Linked DNA regions of Macaca mulatta: region 1 is linked to region 2. The links are chromatin contacts, called in public Hi-C maps. All regions are on one chromosome and are shown on one strand. Each heading gives the region's core, a stretch centred on a gene start, on an enhancer-like site or on the middle of the called end of the contact. The rest is flanking DNA. Distances are from core to core; before and after follow the strand shown. Region 1 holds the start of LPGAT1 (lysophosphatidylglycerol acyltransferase 1). Region 2 holds the start of NEK2 (NIMA related kinase 2).

The links. Hi-C and Micro-C count contacts between places; a contact is called where the count stands out from the background.
Region 1: a Hi-C map of cortical neurons shows a contact between it and region 2, with 4 times the contacts expected there. The contact joins the promoter of LPGAT1 here to the promoter of NEK2 in region 2. A contact is called at or near these places in 2 of 14 Hi-C or Micro-C datasets (blood and cortical neurons).

Annotation. Positions count from the first base shown.
Region 1 is chr1:69,571,415-69,574,636 of T2T-MMU8v2.0, reverse strand. It overlaps LPGAT1 (lysophosphatidylglycerol acyltransferase 1), which reads left to right and starts at 1,792. Exons shown (of 11, transcript XR_013394961.1): 1 at 1,792-1,991; 2 at 2,234-2,381.
Region 2 is chr1:69,412,911-69,415,769 of T2T-MMU8v2.0, reverse strand. It overlaps NEK2 (NIMA related kinase 2), which reads left to right and starts at 1,351. Exons shown (of 8, transcript NM_001258137.1): 1 at 1,351-1,479; 2 at 2,319-2,536. The coding sequence starts at 1,384.

The DNA of each region.
Region 1 (3,222 bases), core at 543-3,042, 160 kb before region 2:
TGACCTGGGCCTTCAGAACTTTGAGAAAATAAGCTTCTGTTGTTTAAACTACCCAGTTTGCAGTATTTTGTTATGGCAGCTCTAGTTGAGTAACACACATGAGAATACATATGATCAAATGACTTAAAATTATTAAGGGTCTAGAAAAGAATGGAATCATCTCAGAATACCTCTAGGTCAGGCCTTCTTAAAGCAAGGTCTGCATACTACTTGCATCAGAATCACCTATGATGCTTTTCAAAAAGCAGGTTCTCAGGTCCAGTGGACCTGGATTATTAAAATGTTCTGGTATGATGCCTAAGAATCTGTCTCTTTGGTAGACACTTCAAGTGTTGTTTTTGTACACTAAAGAGCCAGAGGTCCTGCCCAACCTCTGGCTCTTTTCTGAGCCTGAAAATGAGTTCTGGGCCTGGTACTAATTGCATTTCATCAAGTGCTGCTTGTGTCTGGTCCTCTGGCAGATGGTCCCTGATCCAGGAATCACGTGTAAATCCCATTGTAGGTTATCTCTCTCCAGGTGTCAGCCAACGTTTATGCAGCATGTTGGAAAACTGAATGGGATGGACCAGATGGAATCCTTAGAGTTTATTCTTGATTCTGGAAATAAATATGTGCCTCACCTATCTTACTTAAGAATGACATATTTTGAACAATAAAGTATATATATTATCTCTCTCATGAGATTTATTTAAAGATCTTACTACCTTGTCAATAGAGAATGTAAGGAATAGAATGGGGCGTATCTTTCCGGAACTGAAATTAGAGAAAGTTGAGAGTCCACAGCAAACCCTGTGATGAACATTTTCAAAGCAGGCAGAATACGTGGCATTCTGATTCAAATATGGCAGTTCCCTAAGGAGTGTAAAATCTGCCTGCCCCTACCCCCTCCATTTACAAATGTGCTTAAGGGACACAAGGTTTTATAAACAGGGTTTTTAAAAACTGAAATCTAGGCAGATCATTTAAGAATGTTCATGGGTAGGTCAATGGACTATTTCTCTATTTTCTTTCAGGTGGTCCAGCCTTTGAACCAGAATGCAGCTGTAGTATCCCAAGTGACGGGGTCTGCCTAGGAGTTCCCATGGCCACCGTTTTTTGTGGTTTAGGTTTTTCTTTTTATTGGTGGGGCGGGGGGCGGGTGAGTACTTACTTAAACCTAGGCACTTGGCTGTTTTTTCCTTCTTGACTAGCCAGATTTCAGTTTCTCTGTGTAGGCCATTCATTCCCACTGAATTTCTTGGTGGGGTGGTGGGGGCGGGGGCGATGAATGGGAAAGCGGAATTGCCATTAATGTTCCAGCTGCTTTCCTGAAACAAGACTTTTGACCCTAAAAAGAATGAATTTGAAACTCTAGACAATAATACTCCGCAGAGGTTAAGAAGAAAAGCCATGAGTGCAACTGGGTTTCATTAAGAATGATCAAGAGGACATTTAGTCTTCAAGGAGACAGGTTCCTAGTTTGGGCAGAGAAGAGAGCCCTAACAATGAAAGGCGGCCGTGTTGGCTGAAAGGGGGCTCTCAACTGAAACCAAGGCACTCCCGGGGTGTGAGGATGGGTGTTCATTCCTAGACATTTCCGAGCGGCCCTTTCCCTCAGTATGTTCTGGACTCATTGAGGTCCTGGCCGAGCGTCCAGGTAGCCCCGAGGGCCCCGACTCCCTGGCGAAGGGGTAGGGGGCGCGGGCCAAGCGAGGCAAGCGGGCCAGGCAGCTGCGGCCGCGCTTTCCTTAGAGGGCGCTGTGGGGGCGGCTCCGCCGCAGTCCCGACTCCCGCCGCTTCCTCCCGCCGCCCCTCCCCGCCAGTCCCGGCGAACGCGGCCGGGCCCTTGGGAACCGAGTCTCGGCGCCACCGGGGAACGGGCGCGGGCCGCGCCACAGCCGGAGCGGGGCAGGGCCCCGCCGCCGCCTTCTTCCGCCGGCTCCGCCGCCGGCCATGCATTCTTCCGGCTCCTCTGACTCCCAAAGCCCCGGCCGGGGCCCGGCCAGCCCGAGGTAACCCCCGGCTCGGCGGCCGCAGGCCCCGGAGCGGCAGCGAAGCCGAACCAGGGGAGGCGCTGGGGGCGGGAAAGGGGGTGTCGCCGTCGCGTGGCCCGGGCAAGCGGCAGCGGCCTGAGGGACGAGGGCGCGGTAGGCCCCGGGGAGGAGGCGGGGGCGCGGGGCATCCGCCCGCCTCCCTGGGACCCGCCCCGGTGACAGGTCCGGCCTCTGAGTCCCCGCCGTCCCTCTGTCCGCAGGCAGTCGCGAGGGGAGTAGGGCGCCGGCGCGCCCGCTCGCGCCGCTCCTCGGGCCGCCTGGGTCGCCGCCGCGTCCATGACCGCGACCCCTCGGCGGGGGACACCCGCCCCCGCGCTCCGCAGCCGCCCGCCGTCCGCGCCCGCCGAGGTGAGCCCAGCGCGCGGGCCGCGCCCGCCGCCACGACCCTTCCACATCCGCGGAAACCGCTGCAGGCTCCACCGGCCCCCCCGCGCTGCGGTCGCCTCTTCTTCTTTGCTCCTTTCATCATCCCTCGCTTCCCTGCCCTCTGGTCGGAGATCTCATTCCCTTCATCCCCAGTTCCTTGGCTTTTACCTCTTTCTGGCTTTTGCTCCCCTCCCCCTACTCCTGTCCTTCCTCTTTTTCGCCTTATAACCCCCTACTTTCTTCCTCTCACCTTTTAAGCTTTTTTTTCTAGGCCCCCCATTTTTTTCTTTAAAAAAAAAAGGAAAAGAAAAACCCTTTTGCTACAAATGAGAATTTTGAGGGTAACTCTTCGCTAGAGCCAGAGACCTTTTAAAGGACTGCATCAGTGTGCAGGAATTGTGGTGGTGAGGAGACCGAGGTCCTCAGTATTTGGGAAATCTGATCGAGAGGACTCTGTTTCAGTCATGTCCCTCATGTCTTCAGTTTGGATATCATGAGGGTGTCTGAAGCGAATGGATCTATTTTTCTAAGTCCAATAGACGACTGCAGTGAGACACAGTGCGGGGACGGTCACCAATTACTGAATGGGAATTGTGTTATCATTTGCTAAATATATTGTGACATACTCCGTGCCTCGGTGAACAGCTCCCTTGACCTTGTGCGGCTCCTCCTCCCTAGCTCTCTGTCCCCCTCTGGAATTTCCCCTGAGAGATCACCGAGGTCCTACACCCGGAAAGCTTCGACCCTCGCTTTTTTATTTTGTGCTGGGGGCAATTTCTATGTTGGTGACTGTTTAGATATGTTTCATGCATTTTCCTTTTTA
Region 2 (2,859 bases), core at 102-2,601:
AAAAAAAAAAAAAAAAAAAAATCAGGTTTCTTTTAATCCTATGCCAAATAGATATTTAAAGAAAACTGGCCTGTTTATGCATTGCCAAATTATTAGCTTTCTGGTAATGTACGTATTTCTCCAACAAGCCCTGGATGGAGGCCTCTAGGTGCTCCTTCCCTGGTAAACATGGGACTGTTCATTTGGCTGCGTAAGCTGGGAAAGTTGGTTTGTGTGGGTGCCTAAAAAAGAATCTGTGTTCAATGAAGTATTGTCAATAGGGTGAATTATGTGTTTGGCACACATAAACGGGACAAGATGTGTAAAGTGCTTGGTCAGAGAGCGACTGTATTTCTTCTTCTTCTTTTTTTTTTTTTGGAGACTGGGTCTCACTGTGTCACTCAGGCTGGAGTGCAGTGGCACAATCTCTGCTCACTGTAACCTCTGCCTCCCGGGTTCAAGCAGTTCCTCATGACTCAGCCACCCAAGAAGCTGGGATTACAGACATGCACCCCCATGCTCGGTTAATTTTTTTTTTCTTCATTTTTAGTAGAGACGGGGTTTCGCCATGTTGGCCAGGCTGGTCTTGAACTCTTGGCCTCAAGCAATCCCAATCCGCCTGCCTCGGCCTCCCAAAGTGCTAGGATTATAGGCGTGAGCCACAGCGCCCGGCCTAATTTTCGTATTTTCAGTAGAGACGAGGTTTGCTATATTGCCCAGGCTGGTCTGAACTCCTGGGCTCAAGCGTTCCACCCACCTCGGCTTCCCAAAGTGCTAGGGTTACGGGCGAGGGTGAGTCACGGCGCCCAGTCTAATTTCTAATTTGTATTCAGCTCTCAGCGTGTCCTCAACGTGACCCCACCCAGGTTCAGGGTACTGGAACCTGAGCGAGGAAGGCGTGTTCTGGGGAGAGTAGGTAGTGTGAGGGGCCAGAGTGCAAAGGTCAGAAGGCATTTGGTGGAAGCTGTGTGCAAAGAAGCCTGAGGGGAGGTCCTTCGATCTCGGTTACCTTGGCGATCTCTACCAGAGGGTTAGAGTTGCCAAGAGGCGCCTGCTGCCGCTTCCTTTCTCCCGCCCTCCCTTTGGTTTAGCTCCGCCCTCTGCTCCCACAGGTTAAAAGCAGACGCCGACGCGGTTGCCTAGTGACACTTTTCCCAAGATGCCTAGGGTATTGTTGTGTTCTTCTTAGCCAATCAGAGAGGCGAAGCGGGCCCACCGCCTGCCAATAGACTGCGAGATCAGGGCCCGCGACAGTTAAACGGGGCCGAAGGCAAGGGTGACTGGTTAGCGCTGCTCGGGGGCTTCTCCGTGCTGGTCCCTGAAGCTCCCGGTCCCGGTCCCTGGAGCTCCGCATTTGGGGGCGCAACCTGCGTGAGGCAGCGCGACTCTGGCGGCTGGCCGGCCATGCCGTCCCGGGCTGAGGACTATGAAGTGTTATACACCATTGGCACAGGCTCCTATGGCCGCTGCCAGAAGATCCGGAGGAAGAGTGACGGCAAGGTGAGCGTGGTCCCTTCCCTGTGCCAGCCTCTGCTTAGGGGCGAGCGCCCTGCGCCACCGAAGGGAACCGAGAGGGCTGGGGAAGTGGGTGCCCGGAAGACTCAGCCGTCTTTACTGAGTCTGCATCTGACAGCCTGTCCTGGGTCGCTTAAAGGATGGGAGACCGCGTCTTTTGATATATGTATTTCCATCTTTTCCCGTTTCTCTCCCCATTTCTCTCTTCTGCTTTGGGTTGCTAAGGACCTTCCATTGGTGACACGTAGCTAACTCCTGAGCTGTTTTTAGAGCTCTAAGAGTGGCCCTCTCAGACACAAGAAAGGGGCAGGACCACCAGAACCCGAAGCTTTGTATCTGCAGTCAGACTCCCTCAAAATACCCATTATTCGGATTATTGGATTCATATTTCCCAATGTATACAGGTAGACCTTTTACAGAAAGTAATATTGGACAGGAAACTGCCTGGCTGCTTTTCCAAGGTGTCTCATCCTGGGAAAACACGACTGAGGTGGAATGGGGCAGGGACTTTGACCACCTCCACCCCAATTTTGACTAAAGTACCTTTTTGCCAACTTCCCACTAACCAACTGAGGGTAGGGGTTGGGGGAGACCTCATGTGCCTTATTCCCCTTTATCTCCCTACAATATCATTTACTGCTTAGAAATTGAAAGAAGATTATGGAAGTAAACTCACAGTTCCTTAAGTTCATTGAACTAAATTAGATAATGACCTTGATTGTAGGATATAATTAAAAGGAAGGTTATTTTTTAAATCTTGGAACTTTCATTCTTTGTTTTTGAGCGTAATGAGTTCATTCATACCTTGGAAATTCTTATTTTAGATATTAGTTTGGAAAGAACTTGACTATGGCTCCATGACAGAAACTGAGAAACAGATGCTTGTTTCTGAAGTGAATTTGCTTCGTGAACTGAAACATCCAAACATCGTTCGTTACTATGATCGAATTATTGACCGGACCAACACAACACTGTACATTGTAATGGAATATTGTGAAGGAGGGGATCTGGCTAGTGTAATTACAAAGGGAACCAAGGAAAGGTAAGCATAATCTTTTAAAAATGTAAGCTGAAATTAGGTCTACTTTCATTTATTTTAAGCATCTTGTTTTAGGATCAGTAATATGGAAGAGTATACTTGCATTTGTTTGGTAGGTCCATAGTACTTTAGAAAATTCCCGGTGAATCAACACCCATATTTTATATCAAAATAACAATCTATAGGCTGAGTGTGGTGGCTCACACCTGTCATCCCAACACTTTGGAAGGCCGATGCAGGAGGATCACTTGAGCCCAGGATTTCAAGATCAGCCTGGGCAACATAGTAGGACCCTGTTTCTACAAGAATTAGCCAGGTATGGTGAC